3 separate regions of the Mus musculus genome follow, and regions 1 and 3 are each linked to region 2. A link is a contact called in public HiChIP or PLAC-seq data. All regions are on one chromosome and are shown on one strand. Each heading gives the region's core, a stretch centred on a gene start, on an enhancer-like site or on the middle of the called end of the contact. The rest is flanking DNA. Distances are from core to core; before and after follow the strand shown. Region 1 holds the start of Ddx50 (DExD box helicase 50). Region 2 holds the start of Hkdc1 (hexokinase domain containing 1). Region 3 holds the start of Ddx21 (DExD box helicase 21).

Region 1 (3,416 bases), core at 714-3,213, 230 kb after region 2:
GTATTCCATTCCATTTCCAAATGTCTACTTCTTTTTCATGAAGGGCAATCAATAAGTATATTATTTCTGGAGAATTTACAATATGAAAGCTACCAATATATAAAAACATAGTGAAATGTAAGGATGCACAAAGATATAATAACTTTCCTCAAGAATCTTTGGAAACTATTTCAAGATTTTATATATATATATATATATATATATATATATATATATATATATATATATATATATATATAAGCTAACTTTACAAGGAGCACATAAAACTGCCAATCACAAGATAACAGTAGAACAAGCCTTCGAAGGCAAATGAGGTAATGTTTTTATCTCATACTATACAAGTATGGTTAGAAAGAAACATTACCTAGACCATGTCAGAAGCAGGATTTAGGTATGCAAGGTTATTCAAGACAAACTAAATTAAATATAAAACTAAAATAACGGCTTGAGGTTACATTTATAGTCTACCCTAGAAGCCTACAGTAGTAAAATTCAAAGGGGCAAAGAGCTTTGGCTTGGGAAGATGAAAAGGTTCTAGAGATCACGGTGGTCGTGACAGCACAATTCTATTATAATGACATCAAGTCACACGCTTAAAATGGTATAAAAAAAATAAACCTTGAGCCATGGTCGAATTTAAACCCCAGCACTGAAAAATGGAACTCTCAAATGTAAATTCCAAATTTAGTACGTTCTACAAAAACAGAAAAACGAGAGTTGGGAATAGAGCTCAACGCTGGGCATTTGTCGGGCATAGTGGTGGCCTCACTTCAATGCCCACTGGGAAGGTGACATAAAAGGGTGGCTAGAATTTAAAATTTACCTTCGTGGTAGGTCCTAGGGGGTGTTTCCTCATCTCTAGCACTCTACAGAGTAAATATTTTATCAAGTGTCATCTTTCCCACAGTCATTTTCATCCTCATTCAGCTTTCTTTCTCCAGGTCAAATGTCTCCAGTAAAAATTTTACCTCTGCATTTTTTCTTAACACCATAAGATCCTCTATTTTTCGGGTTCTTTCTTTCTTTCTTTCTTTCTTTCTTTCTTTCTTTCTTTCTTAATGTCTTGGACGGAGGTGGGGATAGAACCTCTACAGGCTCCTGGTGGGCAGGGACTATTCTGCATACTTAATTAGTTTTATCTCCTCGGTCCTCAGCTAAGAGTCTGGCACGATTAGCCTCAATAAAAACCACAGTGGATTGAAAATACTGACAGTAAGGGCTATTCGTAATACAACCCCCACGAACTCCATCACAGCCAACCCCTGGCAAGCCTGGCTTTGACACTGTTCCTTAAGCCTCTATTACCCAATCATGGAGGATTGTAACCCCCTAGGATAGCTTTTCCCGAGACTGCTGCAGACACGACACCGCGACCGGGAGGCAACACATAGGCAAAGCCATCATCATCTCTGTCTCAACTCTTCGAAGGCCCCGGAAAACCAAATGAAGGGACTCGCCGCCTAAGAAAGGGAACACGAGCAGATTCCACGGCGATGGGAGCTCAAGTCTGCCCATCTCTCGGGAGAGATCCGGGCGCAGAGGCCGACGTGGGGCTGAAGTACCACGGAAGCCGGGCCGTTCTCCTCCAGGTCCGGGAGTGCGGCGATGGGGAATGGTCCCTGGGACCTCGGAGGGCTGAGCTCGGCGAAGGGGAAGCTGTCCCTCGGAAACTCGCCCCCGGTCCTGACAGGTCTTTCCCCTTCCTAGACAGCTCCCCTCCCCGCCCAGGCCAGCGCAGCCCGAGGGAGGCGCGGCCCAGCCGCAGCACACCTTTTGCCGCTCCTTCCTCTGGCTCTCGGACTCTTCCAAGGGTGCCTCGAGCTCCATTATGTCTCCCCAGAGGAGTTTCCCGGGCATTACTGGCCGTCGCAACCTCCCGCCCGGCTGCGGTGGCCGCGACCACCTACGGCCACCGAGAGCGTGAAAGGAAGCGGGGGCTGGGCGGCCCCGCCGGCCAGGACCGTGCGTCACTTCCGGGCCACGCACCTCGCGGCGGGAGCAAAGCAAGCCGGAACTCTACAGGAGGAAACTCTCCCAGAGAGTCGCAGCCTCCCTCGGCCAATGAAAACCTGAGTGGCCCCGATGGGCCCGCCCACGGTCTGAAGTGACAGGCTTCTCCAGAGCACGGGCCAATCTCCAGGAAGGACGCTCGCCTCCCCTGGCGCGGCACGCAGAATTCCAAGTGTTCCCCTCCCCCCGCTCGGAACGCCTCCCTTCCCAGCATGCCCTGCAACGCTCGCGCAGCCCCCTCGCAGGCGGCGGGGAGCGAGGGGCTGACGCGCGACGCAGCGGCTCGTGGGCAAGCACGAGCTGAGGCCGGCGGGAGCGCCACGCGCCGTACAGCCATTCGCCGCCGGAAACTGCAGCCCTCCGCCCCGCCCCCGCCCCGCCCCGCCCCCCGCAGTGGGTGGAGCGTTAGCCTGTAACGGTACCTGGGCATTGACGTCGAGGCTTCCCGGGGTCAGCAGAATCTGCAGGGGTCTGAAGCCGAGGGGCCGCCTCAAGGATATTAGCTCCTTATGCAGGCGTTAAGTTATGGCTTCACTTTTAGTTCTCACGTATCCCAGAAGAAACCAAACCCACCCGAGAAGCGAATTTATTTGTCCAAACTCAGTAGCGCTTGTAAGACTTGAAAAGTGATCGGAATCCGCGATGGGCACAGCGCTCTCACAGCTGTAATTTCCCAGAGTTGCAAGGCGAATGCTCGCTCCTATGAAACAGAATAGGGAAAAATCTAAAGGATAAGAAAAGCAAGTCCAATGTGTCTGACAGATGACCTGCTTGTAATACGTACATTTAATCTTAAGGTTCAGGATTAACTGCCTCTGAGGTACAAATTTATATGAAAGATATCAGTGTCAGCGAATTGACTTCTTGGTCTTTATGTATATTCACAAAGATTGGGCTCGATCCCCTGTACCTCACAGACCAGGCAAGCCTACTACCAATTGAACAACAATCCCAGTCCTCAAACCTTGTTTATCATGTTCTCTTTATTCAGTCAATCAGCTATTACATTCCTGAGGGAAGATGACACCAAACCTAGATGTAGGTACAGGGCATTCTTGCAAACTACATAATGTCTAGTGTAGCAGTCTTGTAATCTGAGCCTCAAACACAGGCCTTAAAAAAATTACAGCTACACGTCCTGAGTTCTATGATTAGACTTAAATAACCGGGACCACAATATTTTAAATTTGTGATAGCTTCCAGAATTCTATGAAAATAAGGACTGGCTTAACATCAATGACTTTGTCTGAATGTAGTCTTATGGATTCAGTTTTATAACACCAGGTGTGTTCAAGGAATGATGGTGAAAAAGGCTTTTCCCACAAGTTGGATGAATAGTTATGGGTCTCTACATCTAAATCTTTACAAATCTAAATCTCAATAGCTTTTCTAAATTCTTTTTCCTC
Region 2 (3,623 bases), core at 804-3,303:
ACATCAATATATTGAACTGGAAACGAATGTCAGACAGTGGCCTTCTTTTTGACTTCCTGTCATTCTGAGATTTCCAAACACAGTGCAAGGGTCTAATGAATAATCTTGGAAGGCAAGCATCCCAGGACCTTGACAACTCCAGGGGCAGGAAGCGTGTAAACCGTCGGACAGGAACCACTGAATTACCACACAGACAACACACTTTGCCTTTAGACGAGCTGTTTTTGGCCTGTGGAGGAATGTCCTCCAAGCTGTGAGTCAGACTGGCTACAAACCAGTCTACTCACAAGCCCAAGAGACCTGCTGGGCCCTTGATTAGGCTTGGGGGATTCATGACTTTCTTGCTTTTCACCGTGAGGGGAGGAACTCAACCCAGGTATTGACAGAGGCTCTGGAATGCCTTGTTTGAACCTGTTCCTGGGCTGGTGGACAAACATGCTCCAGCCTTATCCCAGGCTAGAACAAAAGGTGAGCCACTGTACGGAGTCGGGGGGATGAAGTGACTGCAAACTAAAGGTTTCAGTCTCAAAGATTATCCTTAGGGCTGGCCTCTCCGCCCAGCTGGGAGAAACAGCAATGAGTTCTGAAACAGGGCTGCAAAGGACTTTACACCCCTCAAGCAGTCAGCAGAGGGGGTTCTGGGAATCTAGTCCAACAAATGACAGAATGAAAAGCTGTCAAAGCAAATGGGTTTCTACTCTCCGGCTTGCCCTGGCTCTCATGGACTGCAGACAGGCGGCGTTTACCCACTAGCAAAGAAGGGGCTACAAGGGGGCCATACTTCTTCTTTCAAAGTTTGAAAAGCATTTAGAAGGCTAGAGGAGGCATCTGCCAGTTTCAGTGTACTGTTAGTGCCCGGGTGACCTTGGCAGAGTCTGGTTGCCCAGAGGACTCCTGTTGTCAATGGAGATGCTACATCCTCCTCCTTGCAGCTGTCAGCAGCCAGTGAGTGTGACCAGGGACACAGGCTGCACTCATTTTAGCTGCCAGGAGATAATCCTGGTCTCATCAGTCAACTAGAGCCCATCTTGATTTTGTAGCTGGGGCAAAGTAGCCAAAAAACTCTGACCTATTAATAGGACAATAGGACATGCTGAAAATTACAACTGTGTTAAAATGTACATGCCAGCCATGCCGAGTAGGTTGTAATTCCAGGCACTTGGGAGACTGAGATTGTAGTCTCAGACCAGAGTGGGCCATATAAGACCCTGTGTCAAAATCATAAAATAAACCCCAGGTTTTCTCTTGGTGCCTTTATTTCCATTTGATTTCAAACACATGAATAATCGGATGCACTTTTAAAAGTTCTCTTTCTAGCCGGGCGTGGTGGCACACGCCTTTAATCTTAGCACTTGGGAGGCAGAAGCAGGCAGATTTCTGAGTTCGAGGCCACCCTGGTCTACAAAGTGAGTTCCAGGACAGCCAGGGCTATACAAAGAAACCCTGTCTCGAAAAACCAACCAAACAAACAAACAAAAAGATCTCTTTCTTTATAAACGACTCACCTTCGTCGTGGCCTTGCCCCTAAATGGCCCTGAATTGGGCACAAAGTTCCTAGAACTTTTTGAAGACTTCCAATTTCCCATATTTGCCAAGAGGCTCTGACTGAAAGCCGGGACGAGGGACAATGAGCAATGTGGGACACTTACTACCTCTTCCTCCCTGAGACATTCACTGGTATTGGCTCCCTGTATCTTTTCCAATAAAGTCTCTTAAATACTTTTTCCTTTCCTGCTGGGGCTTGAACCCAGGACGTTATAGAAGCTAGGTAAGCACTCTAGAGCTGCCCTCCCCACCCCTGCCCCAGTGCCTTAATTCCTTTTGCTGTTGAGAGGGAGTCTGTTGGGTCTGTCAGCGTAGACTGGGCCAGACACCTCAGCTTCAGAGTCCTTACCTTCTTGATCTGGTCCTCCTTCAGCTTGGTGAAGTAAAACGCCACCAAGTGTACTGCAAACATGTTCCCAAGTGCGGTTGTTCCCGAGAGCGCCGAGTCTTCAGTACACTCTCTGTCTGCGGAGTGCTGCACGCCTCTAGTTTGGGCGGGGAGGTGGGTGCTTGGGCTAAATACTTCCAGCTGCTCGGTTCAATGATTAAACTTCGCCCGTCTTTGGTCCCTCCCTCCGCCACACACTCGATTGTCTAACAGGAGGCTCTGGTGGGAGCTGAAGGTAAGCAGAGGGGAAGGCTGGGGATTGATGGCTCACTTGACTATTTGAGAACTGAGCATCGAGAAAATCTTGTTGCTAAGTGACACACTAAGGCCTGTGCTCTAAGACCACTCAGCTAAGGAAAAGCTTGTGAGAAGTTGGGGGTGGGGTGGGGGGAGCAAAACAGAGCCAATTTATGAACTAAATCCCAGTTCCAGAATTCCTCTTCTCAGCGAGGCAACAGGACTGTAGACTCCTGGTATCCTAGGCAGCGTCTTTGGTTTTGTTTTTTGTTTCCAGATGGGTTTCACTGGTATTGGCTCCCTGTATCTTTTCCAATAAAGTCTCTTAAATACTTTTTCCTTTCCTGCTGGGGCTTGAACCCAGGACGTCATAGAAGCTAGGTAAGCACTCTAGAGCTGCCCTCCCCACCCCTGCCCCAGTGCCTTAATTCCTTTTGCTGTTGAGAGGGAGTTCGTGTTATAAGGAGTACTGTGTAAAACTGGCTGCTCTGGCTGTGGACCAGGCTGGCCTCGAACTCAGAGATCCACCTGCCTCTGCCTCCCGAGTACTGGGATTAAAGCTGTGTGCCACTGCTGCCTGGCTTCTGAGGCACCATCTTAACTAAGGCTAAGCAGTGTCCTGGTCCTGCAGATTCAAAAAAAAAAAAAAATGCTGAGACAATTCCTCTACTGTGGCAGATAAGCTAATGAGAAGTAATCAATACTCCACAGTGGTAAGCCAGACAGCCTTTAGTAGCTTGGGGCTGCTCTCTCTCTCTCTCTCTCTCTGTGTGTGTGTGTGTGTGTGTGTGTGTGTGTGTGTTGGGAGGTGGGGGCATTAAGAATGGAAGCCACCAGGCCCTGCTGGAGTGCTGCGCAGGAAGGATGTACTACCATTGAGACACCTGGTTTCTTGCCCTCTGCTCTCACCATGCGTGGTATGAGAAGGATCTGCCACATGGGAACACAACCTTTTGCAGTCCTCCCAGCCACTGGCTGGTTAGTGAATTCAGTGATGGCCAGCAAGGCCATCCACTCCAGGATGGGATATGAGATTATGACAAGGAGTGGGCAGAAGGAAAACAACCAAAATCAAAGACTTCTACAGTGTCCAGTAGCCTGGGAGTGAGGCAGGCAGGCAGGCAGCCTATGGGATTTCACTGAGGCAAAGGACAGCAAAGGCTGTTCGTGTTATAAGGCGTACTGTGTGTTGTCTAAGCACAGGAGAGCATGTCCCCTTCAGGTGTGAGTTAGCTAAGTAACCTGAGGCTTAATGACTATTAAAGGTCATGTGCATCCAGAGTATCTAGACAGACCATTTTGTAGCAGCTAGCCCAGAATGTCTGGGTGTGAAGTCATTAGCAGCCGCTGCCATGGATGGGGACTTTATTCATCCCATCTTATAGATCAGGAAGCTGGCCCTGAAGTGCTTAGTGTCTTCCTCAAAATCACGGTTGTGAATGCTTCAGCCAGG
Region 3 (3,618 bases), core at 373-2,872, 180 kb after region 2:
GAAAAACTGTCTGTGGGTGGAGGGTAGGGTGAGTGAGAGTGGGGAAAATAAGTGATAAAGGCACCCACCCAACATTGACCTCAAACTTCTGTAACCCCAGGGGCAAGCATACCCATCCATCCATACATACATACATACACACACACACAGTATCAGTGAGCAAGCACTGTCCAAAAGGTAACTATGAAGGAAGGAAAGAAAGAAAAGAAAGAGAGAGAGAGAGAGAGCGAGCAAGCAAACTTTGGGTGTCCTCATAACAGCAACAACAGGTTTCTTTTCCCTCCAAAATTTCTATATGGTAAAACACTCAAGAAATGTGTACTTCAATGTGGATTCTCGTAGACACTATATGAAACAAAACTACCAAAAAAATTCATATATCATTTGCGTCTGTGAAACTTTATTTGGACTTTATTTAAATGTGCAACTTTTCATATGGAAAATTTGTACCGATTATTAGCCACCTACTAGATAGACTCTAGTAGTGTTCCAGGCAGTAAAGACTAAATCATAATGGACTAAATTCTCAAATCATGGCCTAAGGTAGCGATTCTCAACTTTTCAAATAGTTCATATTGTAGTGACCCCCAACCAGAAAATTATCCCGTTGTTACTTTAATTTTTGCTACCGTTATGAATCATAATATAAACATCTGCAGATTATCTGTCAGGCTGAGAACCGCTGGGCTAAGGGCTAGAGCTACAGTGGGACAGCACCTGCCAACACGTGAGCTGCCCAAGGTTTGGTCCTGGTACCACAAAAACCATCTTAAAAATACTGTATCGTGGACAATCTCTCCGCCCCATGAACATGTTATCTACTACATATATGAAAAACAGTAAGTCGAGTTCGGAATATAAACGCGTAGCTAGGTCCCTCCCTCCTGACTTCAGCATCAGGCAGCTGAACACGCGGATGTGAACGCTGTGCGCCCAGTGATTTCCACCTAATTCAAATACTACTGCTGCTCCTTTAAAAGGCTCCTACCTTCAAAGTCAACAGAGACAGCAAAAAAAAAACTCAATTAAGTCGTACAACATAGGAGTTCCGGGATAATTTCCGAACCCTCCTACTTTGATAGATACTGTCACAAGTTTAATATTTTTATGCAAGGAATTAAGAAGAGACAAGGCGATTTAACAGTGCTCACACAGATCCTTCTATATAATAGGGTGATCACTTAGCCAACCACGTTTTCTGTTTTGGGTTTTCTTTTTTTTTTCTTTTCTTTTCTTTTTTAAAGAGGGAACTGTGTCTGTGTGTCACAGCAGATGCCGACCATGTGCGCAAGTTTCAGACTTTGCCGTCTTCGGCTCTGGTCCGCACTGTGACGCGATCGGCAATCCCTTCCGCACTCCCAAGCCTGACCAGCCGACACGGCGTGTCAGAGGGCCGGCCACGAGCTCCCGGCCCGGCCCAGTTCGGGGACACCCCCCTCCCCCCAGGCTCACCTTCTCGCTTGGCTTCGGCAGCGTCTCCATGCTCTCCTCGGCCCCGTCTGAGCCCAACTTGGCCCCACTGCGGAGTTTTCCCGGCATTATTCAGCAGCAGCTTCTCAGGCCTACCGGCTTCCTCAACCGCGTGCTAGGAGAGAGGGCGACAGAGAAAGCGGACCGCCCCTCAGCCGGGCCTATTCGTCACTTCCGCAGCGGAGTGCATCCGGCGGAAGTAGCGTGTACCGGCAAGGCTGCGGTTCGCGCGGCTTTGGGTGAGACCCGTGTGTGCGGCGTGGAGGTGCTCTGCGCGGTCTAACGACAGCGGGATCGCCACGGCTAGACTTGGAGAACGGCCTTGAATCTTACCCTGCTGCCTCCGCTTGCCGAGTCTGGGATTACCAGCTGGCAACATTTTCCCATGAAAAGCTGCGATGTGTACGCTACCTGTGGAAAACGGCTGGGTGGTGACAGATAAACCCAGGTGCTTTGGTGAGCACCGGAATTCAGGGACCGGCGAGATACCACAGTTCTGGTGACCTGAATTTGTGATCCCTGGAAAACAGAACCAGCTGTGCAGTTTTATCGTGCACGCGCTCAGTGGCACCCAGGACACGCATATGCGTGCTGCACAATATGAACAATTTAAAAGAACCAGAATAGGCAGGGCATATGGGGTGCACGCCGCTAATCTCAGCACCCAGGAGCCAGAGGTAGATGGATCTCTATCGAGTCCAGCGTGGTGCACATAGTTCAAGGCTAGCCCGACACATGATGAGATTGTCTCAACAGCTCTCTCCCCGACCCCAAGTAACAACAAAAAATACCCACAATTCACAAGTCTGGCCCTTTATTCATGTGTGCACTTTATAAACTTCCGGGTATTCTTGTATGACGGACAGGGTTCGTTTTTTTGTGTTTTGTTTTTCGAGACAGGGTTTCTCTGTGTAGCCCTGGCTATCCTGGAACTCACTTTGTAGATCAGGCTGGCCTCGAACTCAGAAATCCGCCTGCCTCTGCTTCCAGAGTGGACAGACAGGATTCTAATAACATCCAAGCCCTGCTTGTCCTCAAGCACTACAGACCAAAGTTTCTCAAGGGGGTCGACACTCCGTTGGGGTTCAACGACCCTTTTACCAGTGGTCATATATCAAATATTTACATTAAGATTCAATAGCAAAATTACAGTTTTGAAGTAGCAATTTTTTTTTTCAGAGCTGAGGACTGAACCCAGAGCCTTGCGCTTGCTAGGCAAACGCTCTACAGCTGAGCTAAATCCTCAACAACTAAAATTAATTCATTTTATGGTTGGGGATCACCACAACGTAAGAGGCATTAAAGGGCTACAGCATTAGGAAGACTGAGAACCACTGTTATAGACTAATGTAAGAGATGGACAGTTATCACTGGGTTTGAGGGCACACTCAGCCCCTTGACAGGGCCTTGAGACTAGGAATGGATTCCCAAAGATGCCTAAGTTGGAGAGTTTACTACTACCATTGGATAAGGGAAAGAGGCCAATTGAATGATCAGTGACAATGCTCGTTTTGAGTCAGGCTTTCACTGTACACCCGTGACTGCCCTTGAACTCAGAGATCTGCCTATGCTGGGATTAAATATTTGCACGACCACACTGGTAATACGTTTTAGAACTTCTTCTGAAGAACCAGTGATTCGGGGACTTGGGAGACAGTTTATCACAGTAGTTTGAAAAATGAAAGTGAAACCGATTCTCTTCTTTATGTGAGTTCTGGGTATCGAACTCAATTCTTCAAGCTTGCATCAAGAGGTAGCAAACACCATATGGACTGAACCATCTCACAGGCCCTAAGATATTTCTAAATGGATCCATTGTAATGTATGCTAATTTTGAGGAGACAACGGAGTGTAGTGAAAGAAACTCTGGATTCAAATCTTGAGCACTGCACTGCGTTTGGACTTGGGGTCTGAGGTGAGCCTCAGAAGGCTGAAATGCAAAATACTCACGGAAAAAAGAAAATAAAGTTGTGTGTCACCCCTGCCCAGCTAAGATTTTTTTTTCTTTTAAGATAGAAGCTATTATTTAATTTTGTTAGAAGCCCTACTGATAGAAAAGGTAACCTTTAGCAGGTAGATCGTTGAAATGCACCTTGCCAACATTTAGCTACATGCTTATCACCACACTTGAAGTGATGATACAAGAAG

What was found. HiChIP or PLAC-seq counts read pairs in DNA pulled down with a chosen protein or histone mark.
Region 1: a contact with region 2 is called in an H3K27ac HiChIP or PLAC-seq map of extraembryonic endoderm stem cells. The contact joins the promoter of Ddx50 here to the promoter of Hkdc1 in region 2. A contact is called at or near these places in 1 of 39 promoter capture datasets (pre-B cells), 4 of 484 Hi-C or Micro-C datasets (brain, embryonic stem cells and nephron progenitors), 3 of 115 datasets of contacts at active chromatin or transcription factors (extraembryonic endoderm stem cells, pancreatic cancer cells and trophoblast stem cells) and 4 of 9 other capture datasets (adipose tissue, embryonic stem cells, liver and 1 more).
Region 3: an H3K27ac HiChIP or PLAC-seq map of extraembryonic endoderm stem cells shows a contact between it and region 2. The contact joins the promoter of Ddx21 here to the promoter of Hkdc1 in region 2. A contact is called at or near these places in 3 of 39 promoter capture datasets (the HPC-7 cell line, embryonic stem cells and pre-B cells), 1 of 484 Hi-C or Micro-C datasets (female germline stem cells), 2 of 115 datasets of contacts at active chromatin or transcription factors (extraembryonic endoderm stem cells and microglia) and 3 of 9 other capture datasets (adipose tissue, liver and pancreatic islet).

The regions. Positions count from the first base shown.
Region 1 is chr10:62,649,255-62,652,670 of GRCm38.p6, forward strand. Ddx50 (DExD box helicase 50) reads right to left here and starts at 1,964. Exons shown (of 15, transcript NM_053183.3): 1 at 1,771-1,964. The coding sequence starts at 1,857.
Region 2 is chr10:62,420,404-62,424,026 of GRCm38.p6, forward strand. Hkdc1 (hexokinase domain containing 1) reads right to left here and starts at 2,054. Exons shown (of 18, transcript NM_145419.1): 1 at 1,895-2,054. The coding sequence starts at 1,957. Gm30322 (a long non-coding RNA gene) reads left to right here and starts at 2,103. Exons shown (of 3, transcript XR_380484.3): 1 at 2,103-2,168.
Region 3 is chr10:62,600,676-62,604,293 of GRCm38.p6, forward strand. Ddx21 (DExD box helicase 21) reads right to left here and starts at 1,623. Exons shown (of 15, transcript NM_019553.2): 1 at 1,453-1,623. The coding sequence starts at 1,539.